Regions from separate parts of the Mus musculus genome. Here regions 1, 2, 3 and 5 are each linked to region 4. A link is a contact called in public promoter capture Hi-C data. All regions are on one chromosome and are shown on one strand. The core of a region is the stretch at or near the end of the contact, and the rest is flanking DNA. Distances in the headings are between cores, read along the strand shown. Region 1 holds the start of Nat10 (N-acetyltransferase 10). Region 2 holds the start of Platr14 (pluripotency associated transcript 14). Region 3 overlaps Hipk3 (homeodomain interacting protein kinase 3). Region 4 holds the start of A930018P22Rik (RIKEN cDNA A930018P22 gene). Region 5 overlaps Cstf3 (cleavage stimulation factor, 3' pre-RNA, subunit 3).

What was found. Promoter capture Hi-C pulls out the DNA fragments that hold promoters and counts their contacts. Capture Hi-C pulls out chosen DNA fragments and counts their contacts.
Region 1: a contact with region 4 is called in a promoter capture Hi-C map of liver. The contact joins the promoter of Nat10 here to the promoter of A930018P22Rik in region 4. A contact is called at or near these places in 1 of 39 promoter capture datasets (hippocampal neurons) and 1 of 9 other capture datasets (liver).
Region 2: a promoter capture Hi-C map of embryonic stem cells shows a contact between it and region 4, with 4 times the contacts expected there. The contact joins the promoter of Platr14 here to the promoter of A930018P22Rik in region 4. A contact is called at or near these places in 7 of 39 promoter capture datasets (the 3T3-L1 cell line, cranial neural crest, embryonic stem cells and 3 more), 2 of 15 datasets of contacts at CTCF or cohesin (the NIH/3T3 cell line and embryonic stem cells), 8 of 484 Hi-C or Micro-C datasets (CD8 T cells, embryonic stem cells, extraembryonic endoderm stem cells and 2 more) and 5 of 115 datasets of contacts at active chromatin or transcription factors (acute myeloid leukemia, embryonic midbrain and embryonic stem cells).
Region 3: a promoter capture Hi-C map of second pharyngeal arch cranial neural crest shows a contact between it and region 4. The contact joins the enhancer-like site here to the promoter of A930018P22Rik in region 4. A contact is called at or near these places in 11 of 39 promoter capture datasets (the 3T3-L1 cell line, 3T3-L1-derived adipocytes, the SN4741 cell line and 5 more), 10 of 115 datasets of contacts at active chromatin or transcription factors (embryonic basal ganglia, embryonic forebrain, embryonic midbrain and 4 more) and 1 of 9 other capture datasets (embryonic stem cells).
Region 5: a promoter capture Hi-C map of trophoblast stem cells shows a contact between it and region 4, with 4 times the contacts expected there. The contact joins the enhancer-like site here to the promoter of A930018P22Rik in region 4. A contact is called at or near these places in 12 of 39 promoter capture datasets (3T3-L1-derived adipocytes, the C10 cell line, cranial neural crest and 7 more), 1 of 15 datasets of contacts at CTCF or cohesin (the NIH/3T3 cell line) and 3 of 115 datasets of contacts at active chromatin or transcription factors (embryonic stem cells, forebrain and stem cell-derived neural progenitor cells).

What each region holds. Positions count from the first base shown.
Region 1 is chr2:103,759,834-103,762,533 of GRCm38.p6, reverse strand. It overlaps Nat10 (N-acetyltransferase 10), which reads left to right and starts at 1,264. Exons shown (of 29, transcript NM_153126.3): 1 at 1,264-1,485.
Region 2 is chr2:104,557,767-104,560,466 of GRCm38.p6, reverse strand. It overlaps Platr14 (pluripotency associated transcript 14), which reads right to left and starts at 1,283. Exons shown (of 4, transcript NR_040322.1): 1 at 1,261-1,283; 2 at 492-743.
Region 3 is chr2:104,465,997-104,468,696 of GRCm38.p6, reverse strand. The region is part of intron 2 of Hipk3 (homeodomain interacting protein kinase 3); the gene reads left to right. Among named protein-coding and RNA genes, the nearest start is that of Hipk3, 27 kb to the left of the region's middle. Within about 2 kb of position 1,291, at least 28 of the 459 cell types and tissues checked have an H3K27ac peak or open chromatin away from gene starts, as enhancers often do. A contact at or near this core is called in second pharyngeal arch cranial neural crest, where this site is marked.
Region 4 is chr2:104,121,326-104,124,025 of GRCm38.p6, reverse strand. A930018P22Rik (RIKEN cDNA A930018P22 gene) reads right to left here and starts at 1,257. Exons shown (of 2, transcript NM_026634.2): 1 at 697-1,257. The coding sequence starts at 1,195.
Region 5 is chr2:104,628,697-104,631,396 of GRCm38.p6, reverse strand. All of the region lies in intron 3 of Cstf3 (cleavage stimulation factor, 3' pre-RNA, subunit 3), which reads right to left. Among named protein-coding and RNA genes, the nearest start is that of Cstf3, 40 kb to the right of the region's middle. Within about 2 kb of position 1,291, at least 5 of the 459 cell types and tissues checked have an H3K27ac peak or open chromatin away from gene starts, as enhancers often do. A contact at or near this core is called in trophoblast stem cells, where this site is marked.

The DNA.
Region 1 (2,700 bases), core at 15-2,514, 360 kb after region 4:
GGTGTGCAGTTCCATTCCCATACCCATCTTCTCAAGCACATTTGATATTCTACACTGAGAATATTCTACATCAACTATTTTCAGTCCAACTACTTGATAGGGGCAGTTGGCAGTAAGTTGGAAGCTGTCTTTGTTGTCTTTATATTCTTCAGTAAAATCACATGCTTCCACAGCATAGACAGCTCAGCCATCTAGCACTGGCTACCCTTCCCCTGCCCTACTACTTTATCATTCTAAATCTTGACTATCTTATGGCAGTTGCCCCCGTTTGCATCCTGACCTGGTGGTTTCAGATTTTGCAGTGACTAAGGTAATCATAGCCATCATCTCTGTTCCCAAAATTCCAGTTTTTTGTTTTCATTACAACGGAAATACCATATCTGGGCTACTTAAGCAGAATCGACTAGCCTTATTTGCCCATTTTTGTCCTCTTCCTATATTGGTTCCTTTAAAAAAAAAAAAGTCGAGTACTCACAAGGGTCATTATTTCTAAGTTTTGTGTTTTGCTTGTGTCACCACCACCTTATAGGACTTGTCTGCCCATTATAACAAAGTACTGGTAGTTTTATTTTCTTAAGTGCATTTAGAACCTTAGTATTAAGTCTAGGGCTGTATTGGTGACTTAAAACAATATGGCTAGGCATCATGAAGTCTTTAAAGTCCATTGAAATTTAGATTGATATTGAAGTTGGTGCGTAAATTTGGGGAAGGAATTCGTTTTAGATAACAGAACTTGTGCCCAAAAATATAGGATAAACCGATTTCACGTGGCTCATGCTAAAAGGAAAGCAGACATACTTACGGGTATCCTTGTGGATGTGGTTGGATGAGCTTTGAGACCCAATGTTGGGCTTTTAGTACACTTGGCATGAGTAAGAAAAGCCTGCAGAGTACCGCGGCCACGATCGTTGGTACAAAGTCTACAGACATTCTCAGACTGCTGCCGGATGGAGGTTCAAGTAAGATGAATTAAACAATTACTGGGCTAGTTTCATATAAAAGTAGGGAGGTCGATAAAACAACACCTACGCTAGCAACAGCTATTGCCTTGTACAACCCTGCTATAGAGGTTTTTTTCAACATAGCAACAGTGGACGAGTTCCTGTACCAGTGGCAACGGCAAATGCGAGACACCCGGATATCTAAACGATTACTTCCGCCTGTCATAGCCAGGTTACCCGCAGCAAATGGCGAAATGGCGGCCGGGAGTTAGTGCGCAAGCGTAGCGGAGATCCGCGGCGTGTTCTTACGTCATCACTAAGCGTCGAAGCCATGGAAGGTCCCATAGCTGTAGTGGTCCCCTCCCTTCTGAGCACTTGCCCACGTGCTGTCTGCCACTTAAGCGGATTCACGTGCAGCGGCGGCCCCGGCGTAGCTCAGCTGTGTAGAATTTTCTCCAGCAGATTGGTCAGCCTGGGTAGCAACTCGGTGTCTTCACGTGCTTCCGTTGTGCAGCTGCCTGGTGTCGGCCGGAGCAGGGCGCAGGTACTCTTTGCAAGGGACTGGGTCGGATGTTGAGATGTGCGTTTGGGTCTTTCACTGGCCGGTAGGGCTGGCTCGAGTACGGAAGCTTCTGTACCGGCTGGTGCCTGTATCTTCGGACTCTTCGCCTGGACTGCCCTACAGACAGACGTTCCTGGTCCGGGATACTCTGACATGCGGGGCTGGCTTCTCGAGCGCTTTCCGGGAGTGTGGCTCCTTCCCACACTCGGGCTTCTTCTCTCTCTTTGAGAGAATGGGTTGGTGTCAAAACTATTTTCTGAGAAACTCGGCTCCTCGTAGCAGTGGTAGGCTTTGAACTAACGCGGTTTAGTCCCAGATATTCTGCTCTTAAATACTGCAGTATGCCAGTTTATTTGCACTATTTAGCTGTCTCAGTCAGGACATTTGACAGTGCACCTCGTGATGCTTAGTACCCGGTGCTGTGTGTACAAGAATGGATACAGCCGAATGAAAATGACTTGTCGATCAGGTTGTGGTGGCGTATACCGTTAATTCCAGCGCTTGGAAGGTGGAGCCTGGAGTATTTTTTGGAGCTCGAGGCCAGTCTGGTCTGCATAGTGAGACTGTTTGAAAAAACAAAACAAAGCAAACAACAACAACAACAAAACCCAATACGATTCATCTTATTTTCTCTTTCCAATAATGCTTTCCTTATGTATTAAACGTTTCTTGGAACCAGTAATTTTAGATCGTTATCAGATCCCTCACTCTGGCCATTAATTTTACATTAGTTTTGTGTGTAGTTGTATTTCATCTACTTTTAAAAGTACTTTTTAGAATTAAAGCTTGTACTCAGGGGCCTTACCTGTTAATTCTAAGACTCTCCTATTATAACAAAAAATAAGACTCCCCCCCCCCCCCCCCCCCAAGACAGGGTTTCTCTGTATAGCCCTGGCTGTCCTGGAACTCACTCTGTAGACCAGTCTGGCCTCTAACTCAGAAATCCGCCTGCTTCTGCCTCCCAAGTGCTGGGATTAAAGGCGTGGGCCACCACTGCCTGACAAGATAAGACTTTTAACAATTAAGCTGGACTCGTTAACATTAGGTACCCATTCATTTTTTGTAGGTGTTTATGTGGCTGGCAACATAAAGCTTACAAACTGAGTTGCTTTGGACTTGGGTAGATCCCAGTGTAAAGTCTATTTGTTACATCAGTGCCTTGGGATACTAGATTTTTTTTTCTTTTAAGACTTATTT
Region 2 (2,700 bases), core at 34-2,533, 440 kb before region 4:
TGGTGCTGCAGGTTGATCTACCTGCTGAGCTCAGATTCAGACTATCAAACTCAAGGCCAGTTTCAGTTGGTGGACTCAGTATGTTCTTAGTCATGGAGGACCCAGCTTTCTTTCCCTGTGTGATTCACTGAGTCTAACATCTCACCACCTACACTGTTTGGCTAGTCAACATCTGGTCCTCTTGCTCTCCACAGCTGCCTTCCAGGGTTATCTCTCTTTGTGGATCAGACTACATTCAGGTTCCTGGTTTGTGGTTATTCCCTGCATTCAAGCCCCCATGCTCTCTTGATTTTACACAATAGTTTTTGTCTTGGGATGGCCTCTAACCATTGCTCTCCAAGTCATATCAATTGGCAGCAAAACAGGATTCCTCTCCTTTGCTGACTCATCTGCTGGAGAAACAAACAAAAAACCAAAACAAACCCACAACTGGACTGGAGGCTTGTGAGGCTGTGGGAGGCCCACACATCTTTCTGCCAAGGCTGGCTTACCTTTCAGATGGTGTCCCCCTACACCAGGGGTGTGTGTGTCTCAGAATCTCTGGAGGATGTGATTGGCAGGCTTTCTTCTTTTTGGTCTCTTCAAGCTGGTCTTTTTCTCTAGATTTTCATGTGTCCTGACAGCACCTTTGTGAAATTCTAGAGCTCCTCCTGCCGTTAATCTTCGGAGATTAAGAGAGTATGTTTCTCTTTACTCTGATTCTTCTTCTCTTAGTCACACAGAAGCAGTTTGTAGTCTGAACCCTGAAATTCAGGGAGGAACGGGGAGGGGGGTAGAGGGAGGGGAAACTGTAATCAGGATATATATTTGTTGTGGGAAATATTAAAAAAGAACTGACACGTTCCCATGCTTGTGCCAGCAACTCTCTGCCCCAGTGGTCTGGTCAGGCATTGGTCAACTTGTTTTATCTCATGGAGACTCTGACTCAGAACTCCACAATCTCTCCACCCAGCCCCCTAGGTTCCCACTGGTGGGTCCTTACCAAGCCCACCTGTGCTTCAAATCCCCCACAACCTTTGTGTTGCACATTTAGCACACCCATGCTTTACAGGATACCTTTCTCTCTTGAACCCAGATGAGCCGCCCCCACTGTGTGAAGGGAAAGCCAACACAAACTTAGTTCAGAAACAATGGTAACTCAATCTCTGGGCACAACAACTAAAACCTAATCTTGTAAGCCTTATTAAAATCTGATTCCTCTGGTGGCGAATCCTTACACATCCGCCATGATACCGGGAAACTCTAGCAGCTACATCTTACATATATGCTGTCCCCATTCCAAAAGACCTAAAACTCTCTCCTGCTTCCTCTCTTCCTCTGACCAATCCGGAAGTCCCGCCTACTCACCCAGTGATTGGCTCCTTTATTCTTTAAGGGATTGGTTCACAAGAAGCCACCTGTGCAGATAACTCATTCCTCATTCCAGGCAGTCTCTCCCGGGGGAGCAGAATTAACATAAAATACAGGCAGCACAGAGCCATCCACAACATATGTAATGTGAGAGAAAAAAAAAAAAAGTCTATCTCAATACAAGGAAAATAAATAAGTAAACTCTTTCTTTTGTAAGTTGCCTTGGGCGTGGTAGGTTTTTTGGTTTTTGTTTGTTTGTTTGAAGACTGTTTTTGGTTTAAGCTGAGGGAAAACATCCCAACAGCACAGGGAAAACCCTCAAGGATGACTGAGTCTTCTCTGAAGACAAACCCCCCTCTTCAGGACACTTTAATGTCAAGCCTTTTATAGCCACAAAATCCATTAAGGCTTCTGCATTAGTGACTATTTAATTGCTGATATAAAACACTATGACTAAGGCTACTTACGAAAGAAAGCGTTTGCTTTTATTTATTATTTTATTTTTTACTGAAATCGATTTTGTTTTCTTTTCTTTCCTTTCCTTTCCTTTTCTTTTTTTTTTTTTTTTTTTTTTTTTTTTTTTTTGTGAACCAATAAAGCTTTACTAGGCTTATGTTCAGGAATATGGGTGAGGGGTTTTTCACGGGAGTGGAAATGACTCAGACAGATAGAGAACCAAGGCTGTCACAGTGAGAGAATTCCCAACCACTGGGCTCTCTCTCCAACTCCCTACAGTGAGAGACTTCCTAACCACTGGGCTCTCCTCCAGCTCCCTAGTTTGTTTTTGTCTTTGAGGCAGGGTCTATGTAGCTCTGGTTGGTCTGGAACTTGCCACGTAGAGCAGGCTGTTCTTAAACACATACGTACAGATCTACCTGCCTCTGTGCTAGGACTAAAGGCCTGTGCCATCACACCTGGCCCACTTTGGGTTTTGGAGACAGGGTCCAGTGTGAGCCAGCATCGCTTCCCACACCTTATGTAGCCAAGGATAACCTTGCACTTGTGATCTCCCATCTCTCCCTCCCTAAGCTGGCCTGTCCTAAGCAAGCTAAACGTGTGCATACTCTATCTGGAGTGGATCCACTCCGAACTGTACACCCTAAATACACGTGCAAGGTCATGTGGATGACTACGTAAGCCAACACACAGAGGTAACTGGGATACGGGCACCCGTGGAATGTGCAAGAGGAGCCAAGAACAGGAGCATACTCCATAGGCCCCGCCCTCAAGAGATGCGGCTGGAGGATCAGGAGTTCAAGGACAGCCTCAGCTAAGGATCTAGTTTGAGGCTGGCCTGACTTAGAGAGCCTGTCTGGATAAAAAATGCAGCAGATAAAAAGACCTGAACTA
Region 3 (2,700 bases), core at 42-2,541, 340 kb before region 4:
TTCCCGACTCCTGTCCTTTCTGTCACAGACTGTGGGCTCCGAGCCTTCAGTAGCCAGCTATCATATTATATAAACTCCAGCTCCAGCTGCCTGCGCCCTATATTTAGTTCACTCGTTAGTAAGTGACTTCATTATATTTGGGTCCTGCACTATTTCCATGTCAGATTCTGTGCTATGTGATATCTAGTTTCCTTTTTATTACCGAAATGTTTGGGAGGAGAGTAAACAGAAACATTTTATACTTGAGAATGAATTTCTATTGGTATATTAAATGTTTCAGGAGAGAATCATTTAAAAAACTTAAATATGATCCTGTTTTCTTTTTTTTTTTCCCCCTTTTTTTTTTGAGACAGGGTTTCTTTCTCTGCGTAGCCCTGGCTTTCCTGGAACTCACTCTGTAGACCAGGCTGGCCTCGAACTCAGAAATCTGCCTGCCTCTGCCTCCCAAGTGCTGGGATTAAAGGCGTGCACCACCACCGCCCAGCTTTTTTGTTGTTGTTTTTTTGTTGTTGTTGTTTTGTTTTGGTTTATGATCCTGTTTTCTAGCATTAGGTCTTGGCATAAATATTAGCCTTTATGTTGAGAAAGGAAGAAAATTCGGAATAATTGTTAAGTATAACTTCTATTCTGAGTTCGGGTTAATATTTACCTGGCTTTCAGAAGCTGTACAGAGCTAAGATTAGTCACAGGTTCTGAGTGTTGAGAGTTTTTTTTAAAAAAAAAAAAAACCCAGAAGTTTGTATTTAATAAATAAAGCTCATGGTTATGTTTTGGATGATTATACATTCATAAAGTACTGAAAATGGACTTGATGGCAGATTTAAGAGGTAGAATAGGTAGTAAATATTAAGATAGATTAGCAAAACTGCAGTGTAGTTCTTAATTAGTTTGTGCTGAGTCTGGTCTATCTTTACATGAAAATGGTGGCTAGCGATTACTTTATTTCAGAATTTGCACATCATTTTTGCAACCTTGCTGCTTTTGTTTTAGCTTATGACAGGGTTACTTAGAAATTGGATTATACTTGATTTTTCTGTTTAAAAGATTCTGTGTGGTTAAATGGTAGTATAATAAATATTTTAAGATGTATATCCTAGTTTTAAGGTAAAGAATTGATTTAGACACAGATTCATGTGTTACCCGTTTAAACTCTGCAACACAAATGTAGTAGGGATATCTTAAAATAGACAGGGTAGCGGCCAGAGATTGTTGCCTACTATAGATGGTGAGGCTGTCTAGCTCCTGCAGTGATGGAAGCCAGAGCATGCTAAGGGCACTGATTTGCTCAAGGTCAGCATGTTCTAAATTGAGCTGCCTGAGTGTGCTTTCTGTCAGGAACACGTAGGGCTTTTGAATGTGGGAAGCTTTAGCAGCAGAAGGTGCTGTATTTATGAGGTGTGGTGGCAATATTCAGGTCATGACGTTCTTTTTTTTTTTTTTTTTTAAATATAGAATTTTAGCCTGTGGGTCTCAGCTATTTCAGAGCAGAGACAGAAAAGTGGGCTATAAAGTAACCTGCTTAGCAGGAAATATATGTTGCTATACTATGACTTGATAATTGCCATTGAAGTAATGCATGCTCTGTAGGAATGCGGATAAAACGCAGTGAGACTGCTCACCCAGCTGTGGTCCTCGCCTCAACTTGTTACTCCTGTGCTAGTACAGAAAGGTGGAGTGATGAGTGGTGAGATGACAGTTGTTCTTTAGGGCACACTCTTTTTGGACCCAGAAGTTTCAAAGGTAACGTTCCTCTGACATATAGAAGGCATATGGAGAGACCCGTTGTAATTGATACTTTATATAGGTTACTTTATTTCTTGATTTTTTTTTTTTTGAGGCAGGGTCTTACTATGCAGGTCCAGTTACATTCTATATAGATTAGCCTAGCCTTATAAACATGTGACTGTCCTGCCCCTGACTCGTAAGTGCTGGATGTGTGCCACCAAACCCAGGTAGGTTACTTTAGATTAGACTACCGAGCTTCTGCACCATTTCATTTTTGTTTTTCAAAGCATTTTTATCTATTCTCCTCTGTTTCTCACCTCTTGCTCTCAAGAGAGAGAGTTAGGGGGTGAGATGAGAAAGACTTGCTCTGTGAGCCTAGAATGGCCCAAGAATTACTCTGTAGCCTGGACTGGTCTTGAGCTTCATTCATTTAAAGCATACACTTCCATGGCTTTGATTATAGTTGTAGTTGTAAGTTGATGAATCAATTTTAGAATGCTTATGCACCCTCCAAAGAACACCCCCCCCCACCATTGTTCTCCAGCCTTCTCATCTTCCTGTCTCTTTCAACGGCCAACCAAAGTTCATCCATGTTATAGCATGCATCAGTAGTAGCACGTATCCCTAGTGTTACCAGTGAGTTCAAGGTACCAATGAAAAGAATAGAAATTGTCAGTGATTAGAGCCTTTTCCTAAAATCCTTAGTGCCCTAAGGCGGGGTGCATTGTGCTGGGTGCATTGACTAGCACATAGCCAGCCCCGCCTGGCATGCAGTGTGATAAGCAGCTGTGCAAGGAGAAAAGGGGAGAGCAGTTTTTATTCTTTTATACTTCTTTTTCAGTTTGAAGTAGTTTTAGATATATAAAATACTAACATGTTACCTTCTTTTTTAAATATTTATTTATTTATTTATTTATTTATTTATTTATTATATGTAAGTACACTATAGCTGTCTTCAGACACTCCAGAAGAGGG
Region 4 (2,700 bases), core at 8-2,507:
GAACAGGGGGTGAATCAGGATAGCCTCAGGCTACTAATTCCTGAGCAATTTAATTAGTCCTTCTGGAAATATGGCTGGCTCTAACTGCCTTACTGTCCGCTAGAGAGGCATCTGTTCATATACCAGAGGATTCCTGCTTACATCAGCACTTGTTCTGCTCTGATGTGGATCCCCAAAACCTCAGACTTTAGACCAGATGTCAAAGTCCAAGATCTTGTCCGAGGGTTTGGGGCCCAGGGAAGGGCAGAGGCCAAGGCTCCTCAGTGAATGACTGTGGGGCTTCAAGGTCTGGGCGATTCTTATGATCTCCTTCCACCCACAGACCCAGCTTAAGATTTGAATACTGAAGATTAATGTCTCTAGAGATAGGGAGCCTGTTGTGGGTGGAGCTCTAGATTACAGAAATGTGGTCTTACTGTGTAGGACTGCTAAATTTAAGAAGAGTGTGCTTCAGGTGTGAAGAGTCAGTGTCAAATTACTTCAAGGGCTAGCCCCTAAGGGTTTAAAACTAAAGGGCTTGAATAGCTCAGGTGTGTGGGGAGGCAGGGGTCGGTTGAAATTCAGCACGTGGGGGTCTGAACCTCTGGAGGACAGATATTTGGGGGTGGAACTCCTAGGGCTGGGGTCACATTCTGTTGCCTGACTCTAGGGGGCAATTAAGGCAGCTAGGATTGGGCTCGTTTGGCAGTCACGCACAGCGCTGGGAGTCGAAGCCGTCCCCAGTGATTGTGAGCAGCTCCAGCTCCTTAATCCGGATCTCTAGCTCGCACAGCTCCTCAGGGTGGGAGGCGGATGCGAGCCAGGGGGTCGTGGAGCCGGGGACCAGGGCCGAAGTTGCCATCTCGGGGCCTGGAGGCGGCGAGTAGAAGAAGCGCAGAGGCTCGTAGGGAATAGAAGCCAGGCCGGACGGCCAGGGAGGAGGACACGGGCGCTCGCTGGGGGGACCCAGGCCAGGCGGCGGCGGCGGCACCGTAGCTGGGGGTGCCAGAGGCAGGGATCGGACCCCCGCTACTCCTGCCACCCCGGCCGCCGGCGTCCCGCCCGCCTTCAGCGGCACGAAGAGCTTCTTCCAGATGTTAAAATCGCTCAGCGGAGACGACGAGATGCCCCGGTCGTAGAGCGACGGAAAGTAGAGGGGCGGGGCCGGCCGCTGGCTCATCTTGGGGTTCTGGCTGCCGCGCCGCCCCTTCGGCATCTTTTGAATGGGAGGCTGCGTGAGAGGAACCCCGCGCCGGGAGACGCGCGCCAAAGCCCCGTGTCTAGGAGTTCGGAGATTCCACAGGCCCCGCCCCGACGGAGCGTGGCCCCACCCTTCGCTCTAGCTACGCCCCTAGGAGGCGGAGCTCTGGAGAGCAGAGGCCCCGCCCCACGAGTCAGCTTCGGGCAAAGCTATCGTCCTTGACCTCTTTTGGTGCAGCTGCTGCCCTGCACTACCCGCCCCAAAATAGCCCAGGCACACTTTAGTCTCGGGCCCTAGACTCCTCCCAGAAGCCTTCAATTCTTTTCTGCTGCTAATACTGCACACAGAGTTGGCCGAGGCTGAGAGAGAAATTCAGCTTTCTCCTTTTATCAGGGAGTGGAAAATATTTCCTAACAACCAGACCCTTTGTCCTAGCAATCTTGACTCATTATTTAGAAACTGAAAAAAAATGTGTGGCTGACTTCATTCTCTACAGAGGGAGAAAAGGAAATTTTTCTGGTAAATGTAGAGATGCTATGGAATATTCTGGAAATGGGGAAGCAGTCTGAGTTTGTAATGACCCTGAGGCAAACAACTTTTTTTTTTTTTTTTTATGAAATGCAGTTTAATTCTCTTCTGAACACATAAGTTATCAGGAGCTGACAGGCAGCAAAACACCAAAAGGAAATTATGGGGCCCACCTCAAACACCACACCCATCCCTGAGAACTGGATGTTCTGTCCAAGAGACATGTACAGCTCATTTTTATGAACTATGAGCCAGTAACTAAGGAGAAGTCAATTTCCTTCAGGCTGCTTACTCTTTTAATGATCACCTGCAGGAATGAGCAGGGAGGGTTGGAGGTCATGGAAGCGCAGGCTCAGCTCCGTGAGCGAACTTGTGTATACAGATATGTGCTAAATACATGGGGTGGGGCAGCAAAAGATGGAGTCTGATATCCAGACTGCTAGTCTTGGGCAAGCAGTTTGACTTGGAGGAGAGGCTGGTTGTTTGCTTTTGTGTAACCCAAGTTGGATTAGAACTTCCCATGTGGTCGGCCACATAATTCCAGCAATCCTCTTGTCTCTCTTACCTGGCAGGCGTCAGAGACGAGCATCACCATGCCTAGCATGTCGCTGGACATGTACATGTTTTCTCTCTTTTCCTTTTTAAGTTTTATTGTGTGTGGAACCATGAGTGTGTGTGTGTGTGTGCACTCAGATGCCCACAGAGGTCAGGAGGATATGGGTGCCGGAGACTGTATCAGATCAGGGTCTTCTGCAGGAGCACTCAATGCTCGTACCGGACTAACCCATTTCAATAGCACTGTTTAGTTGTTTGTAAAATAGGTCTGAGCCCCTCCTCCACCTCCTGCATCAAAGAGCAAAGGATATTTTATTACTCAAACAAGAGGAACCTGAGCTAAATGATGAAATATAAAGTAGGTGTGCTCAAGAGCAGCTTTCCCGTTAGTGAAATATTTATATATGTCATCATCTGCCCCTCATCTAGTTGCTTGC
Region 5 (2,700 bases), core at 42-2,541, 510 kb before region 4:
TTAGCATTCACCTGAAACAGACAGCAGTATGAACTGTACAAGTGAATTTTTAAATATACAAAAGTATGCTACCATGTCTACAGCTTAACTGGGAAACAGTATTTTCCAGCATGTGAGGCCCTGCGTTCAGTTCCCAGCACCAGAAAAATACTCTGCCATGGGAAAAATAAAAGCTGCCAAAAAAGCATTAAGAAGTGGGGTATAGAGACTAATTCAGCATTTAAGAGCATTTGCTGTTCTTCCAGGTTCCATATTAGGTGGCACAAAACTGGATTTCATCCCAGCTCTGGGGAATCTAATATCTTCTTCTGGTCTCTGTGGCTGCATGCATGCATGTACACATACAGACAGAAATAAAAACCCTTAAAAATTTATTTTATGTATATGAATATTTTATCTGCACACACACACACAAACACACACACACACACACACACACACACACACACATTGTTGGATGCCCTGGAACTGGGGTTATAGATGGTTGTGAGCCACCATGGGTGCTGGGAAATGACCTTTGGTCCTCTGCAAGAGCAACACGTGCTCTTAACCACTTAGCCATCTCTCTAGCCTAATATTAATAATAATACTTTAAAAAGTATCAAGATTTTATAGGCCTAGAAGTTAGAGTGATTAGGTTAAAGGCTAAAGGTAGCTAGGTAGTGGCTCAGACCTGGATGATGAATTCATTTAGTACAGTCTGGGATAGACATGAAATCCTTGTCTAAAAAAAGGAAAGAGATAGACGGATAAAAAGACAGACACATAGGTGCGAAATAGTTTTTCTTTTAACAATTAGAACAGGTTCAGCTTTTCCTCCCATCTTCCTTTTACTTGGTACCATTCATAATGTCTGCTTTTTAAATAAACTATAGTAATGATCCCTGAAAGTATAATCTTATGTTTGCCTTTTAAAATTAGTCTTTTGATCCTACAATTACTTATCCATGTACTAGCTTCAGGAATAAGTGTGAATGAAAGTCTGTGATGGTCAACGTCTGTCCACTAACTCATCCAAGGATATTCTGCTCACTCATCAGAAAACAAATGATTCAAGATCATTCTCTTTTTCCTTCTGATTCCGGGTCTTATTTTGTAGGTTTGGCTGGCCTTGAACTCAAGAGATCTAGCTGCTTCCTGAGTGCTATGATTAAAACATGTACACACACAGCTCAATGTAATTATAGAGATACCATGAATACCAGGGAAATGGCTCAGCAGGTAAAAGCCCCGACCACAAAAGCCTAGCAATACAAGTTTAAACCTAGAACTCATACACGCCAGTGACACACACTTGTAATTCTATACTGGGACAGTGCTAGGAGAGGTGGGGACAGGAGAATCCACCTGAAGGTAGTAGGCCAGCCAGCCTGAAGCGTGCAGCAGCACAGCTGCAGGAACAAAGTGGATGGGAAGAACTCCAAGTCATCTTTTGACCCCCACACAAACCCCTTTAGGATTTCTTAAGTTTTCTTGTAGCTCCCACAACAGTGTATGACAGTACTAAGTCAATATAGTTAAAACTCTACCAGCTGTCTGCATACCCATACATGCGAACATTCATATTTATGCAATATGGCCAAAATTACTTATAAAATACAATATCTTGTTTTGTTTTTTTTGAGACAGGGTTTGAACTCACCAACATATGGCAGCCTCTACAAGGATTAAAAGCATAGGTCACAGGACTGGAGAGACGGCTCAATGGTTAAGAGCAGTGGCTATTCTTGCAGAGCACAAGAGTTCAATTCCTAACACCCACATGGCAGCTCACAATCGTCTGTAATCCAGTTCCAAGTGATTTGACACCCTCACACAGATATACATGCAGGAAAAACATCAACGCACACAAAACAAAAATAAATAAATAATTTAAAAGGAAGCATATGTTAGCATGCATAGTCATAAACTACTGTCTTAAGTACATCAGGAAATGTAAAAATGTATAAATTTCTAAAAGTTCATTATAAGGTCTTTAATTCTTAAGACAGTAGCTTTAAAAACTCTCTTCAATTTGTTTTACTTGTACATGCGTGCAGACATGCCACATGTTAATGTATGGAAGTTGAGAGGACAACTTGCAGGTATCAGTTCTTTCCTTTCACCACGTGGACCCCATGGATTGAACTCAGTTGTCAGGGTTGGTTGAAGGTATCTTTTTAACTGTTGAGCTATACTACAAGTTTGCATAATGGAGTCTTACATCTAGTAGGTTTCCATGATTTAGATATTTACATGAGTATAATAAAAGTCAATTCCATTACTCATTCATTCTACTGAATAGAAACGGTTTTTAGTTCTAGAAACATCTCTTAGCCATAAAAAGGAGAAATTAGAGACTGAAAGTGGAATATAACTAAAAAACTTTCCTTATAAGAAAAACAAAGACAAAAAAAGGAAATGTAAACTTTTTTGTGAATCCAAAATGGATCTGATGATCAAATTATCATAATAAAAATAACAGAAAAATAAATTGCATAGTATTGAATTGAGTACCAGCAGCTCTTTCTCAGTCATTACCTAATCCTGATGAGGCCAGGGGAATACGTACAAAACCATTTCTCTGACCCTTCCCTATACTCCACTGTCCTACCACAATATGTATACAAAGTATAAAATCTAGAGACAAATATTGTACAGGTAAGATTTTCATTGTATAGGGTGGGTTATATTTTTGGAAAACCAGATTCTATTACTTAG